2 separate regions of the Mus musculus genome follow, and region 1 is linked to region 2. A link is a contact called in public Micro-C data. All regions are on one chromosome and are shown on one strand. The core of a region is the stretch at or near the end of the contact, and the rest is flanking DNA. Distances in the headings are between cores, read along the strand shown.

What was found. A called contact is a pair of places that touch in the nucleus more often than the background predicts.
Region 1: a Micro-C map of embryonic fibroblasts shows a contact between it and region 2, with 5 times the contacts expected there. The contact joins the enhancer-like site here to the promoter of Chst7 in region 2. A contact is called at or near these places in 4 of 39 promoter capture datasets (embryonic stem cells, liver, pre-B cells and 1 more), 14 of 484 Hi-C or Micro-C datasets (B cells, the CH12 cell line, bone marrow-derived macrophages and 8 more), 2 of 115 datasets of contacts at active chromatin or transcription factors (embryonic stem cells and stem cell-derived neural progenitor cells) and 2 of 9 other capture datasets (adipose tissue and liver).

The regions. Positions count from the first base shown.
Region 1 is chrX:20,134,417-20,138,008 of GRCm38.p6, reverse strand. The region is part of intron 13 of Slc9a7 (solute carrier family 9 (sodium/hydrogen exchanger), member 7); the gene reads left to right. Among named protein-coding and RNA genes, the nearest start is that of Chst7, 77 kb to the right of the region's middle. Within about 2 kb of position 1,363, at least 6 of the 459 cell types and tissues checked have an H3K27ac peak or open chromatin away from gene starts, as enhancers often do. A contact at or near this core is called in embryonic fibroblasts, where this site is marked.
Region 2 is chrX:20,057,836-20,061,662 of GRCm38.p6, reverse strand. Chst7 (carbohydrate (N-acetylglucosamino) sulfotransferase 7) reads right to left here and starts at 2,093. Exons shown (of 2, transcript NM_021715.1): 1 at 455-2,093. The coding sequence starts at 1,947. The coding sequence ends at 493.

The DNA.
Region 1 (3,592 bases), core at 114-2,613, 77 kb before region 2:
TATGATTGGAGCCTCTCAGAGGACAGTTATGCTAGGTTCATGTCTTTACTGGCTGTGCCTCAGTGTTATATATTTTTAATTATGTATTTGTGTATCTATACTTTCTCACAATGGTTTAGATGACATTAACATTTTTTAAATAAACAAAAGGATGATGAAGTTTTCATTAACACAGTTTGTTTCTTGGCCTACATCCAACTGTGTATGATACCATTGTGTTTAAAGGTGGTGATGTAGGAGCAAAATAAAAACCTCCAGTGTTTGTTCTTGCCTTTCTGGATCTCCAGGTGGTATGCTTTCTTCCTGGTCTGATTTGTAGATCCATTCATTACAAAATTGGCTTGAACTCAGAACTTGTGCAAATACTCTGCTCACTAAAGACAGGGTGAAGAATCCAATATGTATAAGTGGGGTATGGGTCTTGTAATATAGCCCAGATATATTCTGTAATGGCATGCATAAAATTCATGAAAGTGTTGAAATATCTCATTGGATTCATACTTATTACTGTTATAGTGTGCATATATGAATGCTTGTGCATGTGTGTGCATGCATTCACACACACATACACATTTACTAGTAGAGTTACTAGTAGACTCTTTCTATTGAAGTGTCCTGCCTTCAAGGAAGAATTTTTTGGGGGACCAGTATTACTTGGGACACAGATAATTCAGATTATAATCTGATGCTCAAGATTTATATGAAGAGTCATGTCTCATATTCTTCAAATTAACCAGAACTTTGATTATTCATGTTTTAAAATTACTGGTTTCTAGAAATTTGTATCACTGGTAAAATGCATGCTTAATGTGCTTGAGGCCCTGAATTTAATATATAGAATTTCCTAAAAAAGTATTGGTTAAGATAGAATTTTTCTGAGATTTTATGCCATTTTATTCATTAGCTACAGTAGACAAGCTATTGTTCTAGAATGAAAGTTATTAACTTTGGGGTATTTATTACAAAGAAAACACATCCATCTGACTTCTTCCTGCTATTATTTGGCATAGAATTTCCACATTTGTCTCACTTTTAATGGCCCAAGGATAATCCAGTTCATTCTGGAGGAAAAGACTACTGTGTCGGCTGCAGTGTGGGCGCTCCCCCTAAATGTCTCGGAATACTGAAATGGAATATAATAAAGCTCCAGGGTTTCTGTAACATCCCAGATGTAACAAGTCAGGAGATAAATACATTTTAAACAGTTGCCAAAACCAGCAATTTGAAAAAGCTAAGTCTTACGGAGCTCTGAATCTGCAATCAAATGCCCGTGCCTGTTCTTTCTTGCTGTTTAGCACCATTGCAAGTGTCCTGGTCCGTTGCTTTACTCTTATTCACAGAGACCAGTTTGGTTATGGGCTCTGCCCCAAGGGTGGAGGCCTTTTTAGGAATCCCAGCATGCTGTGTGTCATTCTTCAGCACTGGTCCAAGGGCCCTTCCAAATGCCAGAAAAGTCATTATTAAATCACTCTAAAATAAACAGCCTCAAATGGGGGTGGGGTGGGGTGGGAAATACAGAATAACCATTGTGTCATGGTCCCCGTCTGTCTTGTAGGAGTAATTTATAAAACCATGGTAAGCTGAAAAGCAGGTATTTATTTCCCTTCTTGAATTTTACTGCCTTAGTACCTTATATTAGTAGTTGGCACCTCCGTAACAGCCCGTGAGTCAGACTGGGAGAAGCCAGGCACTGCACAGTCAGACTCTATGCATCTCAGACATGTGGTAGATAGTGAGGGGCTCCAGTGAAGACTGGACCTTCCACACAGAAGCTTGATATAGGGAAGGAAAGCAGATATTGAGTAGGAATGTTTCTAGAGCTTTCAAGTCACCATGGAGTGGCACAACTGGATCTAAATATAGCTGCATTGCTTAGCACTTCATTAACTGTCTGAGGCAACTCAAGACTTTCTCTGTGCCCATTACTTTTAGGAGAAAACAGTTTCAGCAAAAATATTTCTGAAATTATCAAGAAGAAAATATTTGTCCATTGCCTGTGCTTACCAATTCTAGTACCCCATGTCATGAATCTTTACAATTTGTACTTTTCAGACCCTGAGATAAAATGAATTTATAAATTATCAGTATTAATCAATTAATTACAGATAGAAAATTAGGCTGGTATGCTTTTGAAACATCTGTACCAAAGGTATAATTAAATATCCTTAACTGTGATTTAAGTTTTTCTCCCAAAAGGAAAGGCTGGAGCTGTGACTACCCTGGTACTAACTTGCACTCAGCAGTTCACTAGAATTTGCCACTTTTTTATTCCAGTAAGAGTCAGGTGTCCTGAGTCTACTCCTAAATGCTCCTGGAGTTCAATCTCCTGCGTAATTGCACCTAAGAAAAGTGACATGAATTTTACACACACAGGATCCAACAATTTTTATTTTGCTTATTGACATGACTGTTTACTCTTTTGCCACAATTCACTCCCTTTTCATGGTCTCTTATAACATTGTTTTTTAAGTATTCGGGATAGTTATTATCCCAGCATTATAAAACATTAACAAAATGTCTTATAATTGGGATTTTTCTGAGGTTTCATTATGACCAGAGGCAAACAATCATTTTGTCAAAAATGCTGTAAAGTATTATTGTATGTTTCTTGTTGCATCCTTTTAGGTGGTACATGTCGTTAAGCTGTCTATTTATTAGTGATATTCCATTTAGTCACTTAGCTATCATTCAATACTGACCCCAGGTACTGAAAAAGTTATCAGAAGAGTGATCTTTGACCACCATATGAATGGCTGGTGAGCCAGCAATGAAGTCATTCACTACTGGTTACATTGGGAACAGAGCACGAAGATTTTCTAATTCTCCCACTTCTTTCATTTTTCTAAGAAAATGAGCGATCTTCATAAAGCACTATAGAGAGTTTGGGAAGTTATTTTACATACTGATAAAGGAAGCAGTCTCTTCAGTGTCTAGGTATTCAGTTCAAGGGAGTTTTTCTTATTGTGTGGATTTGAAGTTGTGTTCCTACAGAACCCTAACAGGGAACTGGGTGTTAGCATGGACAAAACAAAGAGTTATCAAAAAGAACAAAAAAATGTTGACAATATGAAAACCTGGCTGAAGTCAGGATTGATTTAAAAATATATACTTTCATTGTCCATATATGGTTATTTAAATTTTTAATTAGCTAAAAACTAAGGTGTAAAATGCAATTTCTCACTCACTACATCCCAAGTGCTCAGAGGCCACATGTGGCCAGTAGGTGCTATAATTGGATACTTCAGACAAAGAACACTGCAGAAAGTTCTATCATGTAGACCTAGACTTTCAGGTTTCCCCATAACAAATTGTGAACATCATGAGCTTGTGGTCAAGTTAAGATGGTTCTAATTTCTAGAGTTTACCATGAGATGTTTCGAATGTAGTATTTTAGGCTCTGTTTGGAATTCTGGCCCAGCCATATGGACCTAATGCGAATGATGAGTCCCATTGTTATTTCTGCGATTTGAGTTAAAATAGATCAATCTTAGCTATTATCAGTAGTTCTTTTAAAACCGAATCAATTTAAAGTTTTGCTAGAACTCAGGTGGCAGAGGCAGGAGGGTCACCACAAGTTCAGAGCATGGTTTAC
Region 2 (3,827 bases), core at 844-3,343:
GTTTTTGCTTTTCTTTTGACAGCAGACAACCATGGCAAAATGTTGTCCCACAGGATAAACAGGCATATGCCTGGAAGGACTTCCTAAACCCTATACTCCACTCCATGTTAGTTACCTTTCTCAAGTTGCATTGGGGTGCTTTAGACTTTCTCTACTGGCTTTGGACTTTAGATGCCTTATAAAGGGGGCTGGGAGAGCAGACCTGGAGGCTGCTTCAGCTACCTTTACACAACTTCTCTCACTTCCAAGACCTCCTCTGAGAAGGTAAGGAACGAACTCACTGAAGCACCTCAAATCTATCAAACAAGACATGATCTTGGATGTGATCTGATAGCTTGTGATTCAGGACAGCATTGACCCCTCTAACCACCCTTCAACTCCCCTCCCCGAACCCCGCTGGTTGTTTCAGGATTCCCCCTCCCCAAATACTGTTCCTTATACTGTGTCACTTTACCTGAATACGCCCCGGGGCAGGGTTCAGGGATCAGGGTATTACACAGCCCAATTGGCCTTGGTCTCCAGTGGTGTCTCCCCTTCCCTGACGGTCTTCCTGTCGCGTTCGTCCCCACTTCGAGGGTAGGCAAGCAGACGCATGGCAGGGGCGCAGGCGGTTTCCACTTGGCGCACCTGCTCTTGGCTCAGACGTTCGCGCCAGGCGTGCACAGCCTCTCGGGCGTCCCGCGCAGACAAGTGGAAGGGACGATCGGCGCCGTAGGCCGAGCCCCGCGTCATATTGAATGCGAAGGCATCAAGCGCGGCGAGTGTCCGCAACCCAGAGAAGCGCAGCAGGCGGCGCAGCTGGGCTTGGGGCTGCCACACCAGGTCCTCATAACGCAGCCGCAGGTAGCGACGCCTCAGCCAGGCGGGCGCGCCGCGGGTGAATAGCAGGTCGCGAAGCCACGCTTCACAGATCACCTCAAGCGCGCTGGTTAAGAAGAAATCAGCGCGTGGCGCCGAGGGCAGAGCCCGGGCCTGGCCTCCCGGACGGGCATCCACTCCATGCGCCAGCAGCACCCGGTGGAAGTGGTCGCCCCTCTGGCGCGTGCGCAGCACCTGGATGCTTTCGCGCAGCAGTCCCTGCCTCGACTTGAGGCGCGAGTTGTGCACGGCCCGAGGGTCTCGGAAGAGTTGCACCACCTTTAGGTTGAGGCCTGGGTCACGCAGCAGAGGGACCAGCACTCCCAGGTCCAGTAGCCGCACGTCTTTGATGACCACCACCGGGTACTTGCGGCACTCGGCCTCCAGGGCGCGGAGCGAAACGGGCGGGCAGGTACTTTCGCAGGCTTTGTCCTCGACGAGTCCCACGTCCGCGCGTGCCCGGGGCGCGGCGGGGCACAGAGGCGGCGAGCAGATGACCTTGTTGGTCCGCCAGCGGAAAAGCATGGCCGTGGTGAGGTTGGCCGAGTCCGGTGCTCGCTCCCCAGGGTCCCCAGGCTGCGCGTACAGGCGCAGCACAGAGAAATCACAGCGGAAGAGGGAGCGCAGCATGTCTCTTAGTGCGCCCTGCAGGCTCTCCGCGTCGCCCGGATACAGTGCCTGCCACAGATGCCACATGGGCTCGTACAAGTAGAAAACGTCCGGGTGCTGGTTGAAGAGTTCGCCCAAGAAGGACGAGCCGGTGCGCCAGGTGGCATGCACATAGATGTGTTGCTTTTCCTGGGTCACCGCCTCACCGACGGCGCTGAGGTTGCCGGGGGACCCGGGGGATCGATCCGGGTTTCCTTCGGCCAGGGACCGCACCTCAGCGCCCTGCTCACGTTCCCCGGCCGCCGCCGCCTCCAGGCTCCACACACCCAAGCTGCGCTGCAGGCCGGGGCAGTTCCTGCCCTTGTCCTGCTCGCTGTGGCTGTCCAGTACAGAGGGGACAAGAAGTAGCAAAAGCGTGTACAGCGCCAAGAGCAGCGTGAACTTGCAATACTCTCGGCGCCGCCGCCGCCGGCCCTTCATAGTTCACCGAATCCTCACTCTCCCCACCCAGAGCAGAGTAGGCGCCTGCTGGTTCTGTCCAGAAAACCCAGCCCAAAGTCCTCGGCTCCGGCCTCTTCGGGTCTCCCTCAATGTTGGGTGGAGCGGAGTGGAGCAGCCGGGCGGTGTATCCACTACAGGAAACTTGGGAGGCAGTGGTGGCGGCACACTCAGCCTCCTTCTTGGCTCAGCCTCTTGAGAGCGCTCATTGGCCGGTTCAGCAGCTGCAGGCCCTGCCCATGGTACCCGAAACTTCTCCCCGCCCACTTACGCTCTGCTCCTGGGTTTGCTCAACGCCGGGCTAGAGCTGGACAGGGCTGCCACAGGGCAGGGACACCCTCTGGGGTGCACTGAGTGTACTCCACCTTTCCCTAACTCCTTCAAAACGAATTTAAGTTTGCTAACCAACCAACTTCAGGCAAGGGAGAGTCACAATGTGTACAGAAGGCATCCAGTGACTGGACATGATTCCCCACCTGGAGAATGACACTTTTTTTCTTCCTGTTTTGGTCCCAGCAGAATCCAGAAGAGGGCACTGGATCACCAGAAACAAGAGTTGCAGATGGGTGTAATCAGAGCTATAGGTGTTTCAAACCAAACTTGGGTCTCCAGTAAGTGGTCTTAATCACTGAACTAATTCTCCAGCCCTTCTCTTGTATTCCTTATATATGAAAACTATTTATTTTGTATTTGTCAATCATTGTTTCTTGCCCACAATTCTCACACTTTCCAGCCACTTGTATATATATTCTTTATTTCTGATCCACCTTGCCCACTCCCTTTACATTTTTCTCAAATCTTCGTGTTCATCTAAAAGACTATGGGCAATTCTCTCTCTCTCTCTCTCTCTCTCAAATTATATTCGTGTGTGTGTGTGTGTGTGTGTGTGTGTGTGTGTGCGTGCGTGCCTGTGTGCCTGTGTGTGCACATGTATGGAGGTCAGAGGACAACATGAGGGAGTTGGTTCTCTTCTCTCATCTTGCATGTCCTGGAGACTGGCGATTGAACTCAGGTTGCTAGGATCAGCTCTAGGCAAGTGCTCTCACTGAGCCATCTTACTGGTCCTGTGCCATTATTTTAATAACACTCATGGCAATAAACTAAACTTCCTTGCCTTCTGTCATTCATTACTCCCCTAGAAAAGCCATTCTTTCCCAAACCCACAAACACAATTGCAAAACATTCCATAAAGGACATGTTTACACCAAGAGAAATTTAACACCATTAACCTCAGACATCCTGTCAATTCCAAATCTCAAGCCTCTAGGACTATTCAAAATTCTCTGCTCTTCTCCAACCAGGGGTACCACTGCACTCCTTTCCCAACAGTGTCATTACTTGCTACTTTTTTGTCAGAAGAAACCATGTTGAACCTCTTCATTTTCCATCAGTAACATTCACTCACTTATGTATTAATCTCCTTTGTAGCAAGGATACTATTTTGCAACATAAAATTAATAGCTTCCATTATATTTTTCCTTTTCCCTTTTTAAGCAAAAAAGGTTGCTCTGGGCTCACTTGGGGAGAAATATATGGCTGAGCAGAATGTAAATAACTTCTGTTGTTAGTTATAAAAACCTCAAGCCCAGTAATGGAGACAATAAAATTACAATTATCCTCCTCCAACTGTCCCTTTTGGCTTTATCTTCCAACACTAACTCTGAGATGGGAGAGGGACCTGGAGTCACAGCTCAGTTGATAGATAGTTGTGTGCCTCTGTGGGCCCATAGTGAGATATCCCTTCCTCCACTGAGGTACCAGCTGTACAATGGTATAGTATAGAATAGAGTTTATTCACGGCATGGGGAGGGTAGCTGAGAGGGTAGTAGAGACAGAGAAAGGCAGAGCAAGAGAAGAGACGA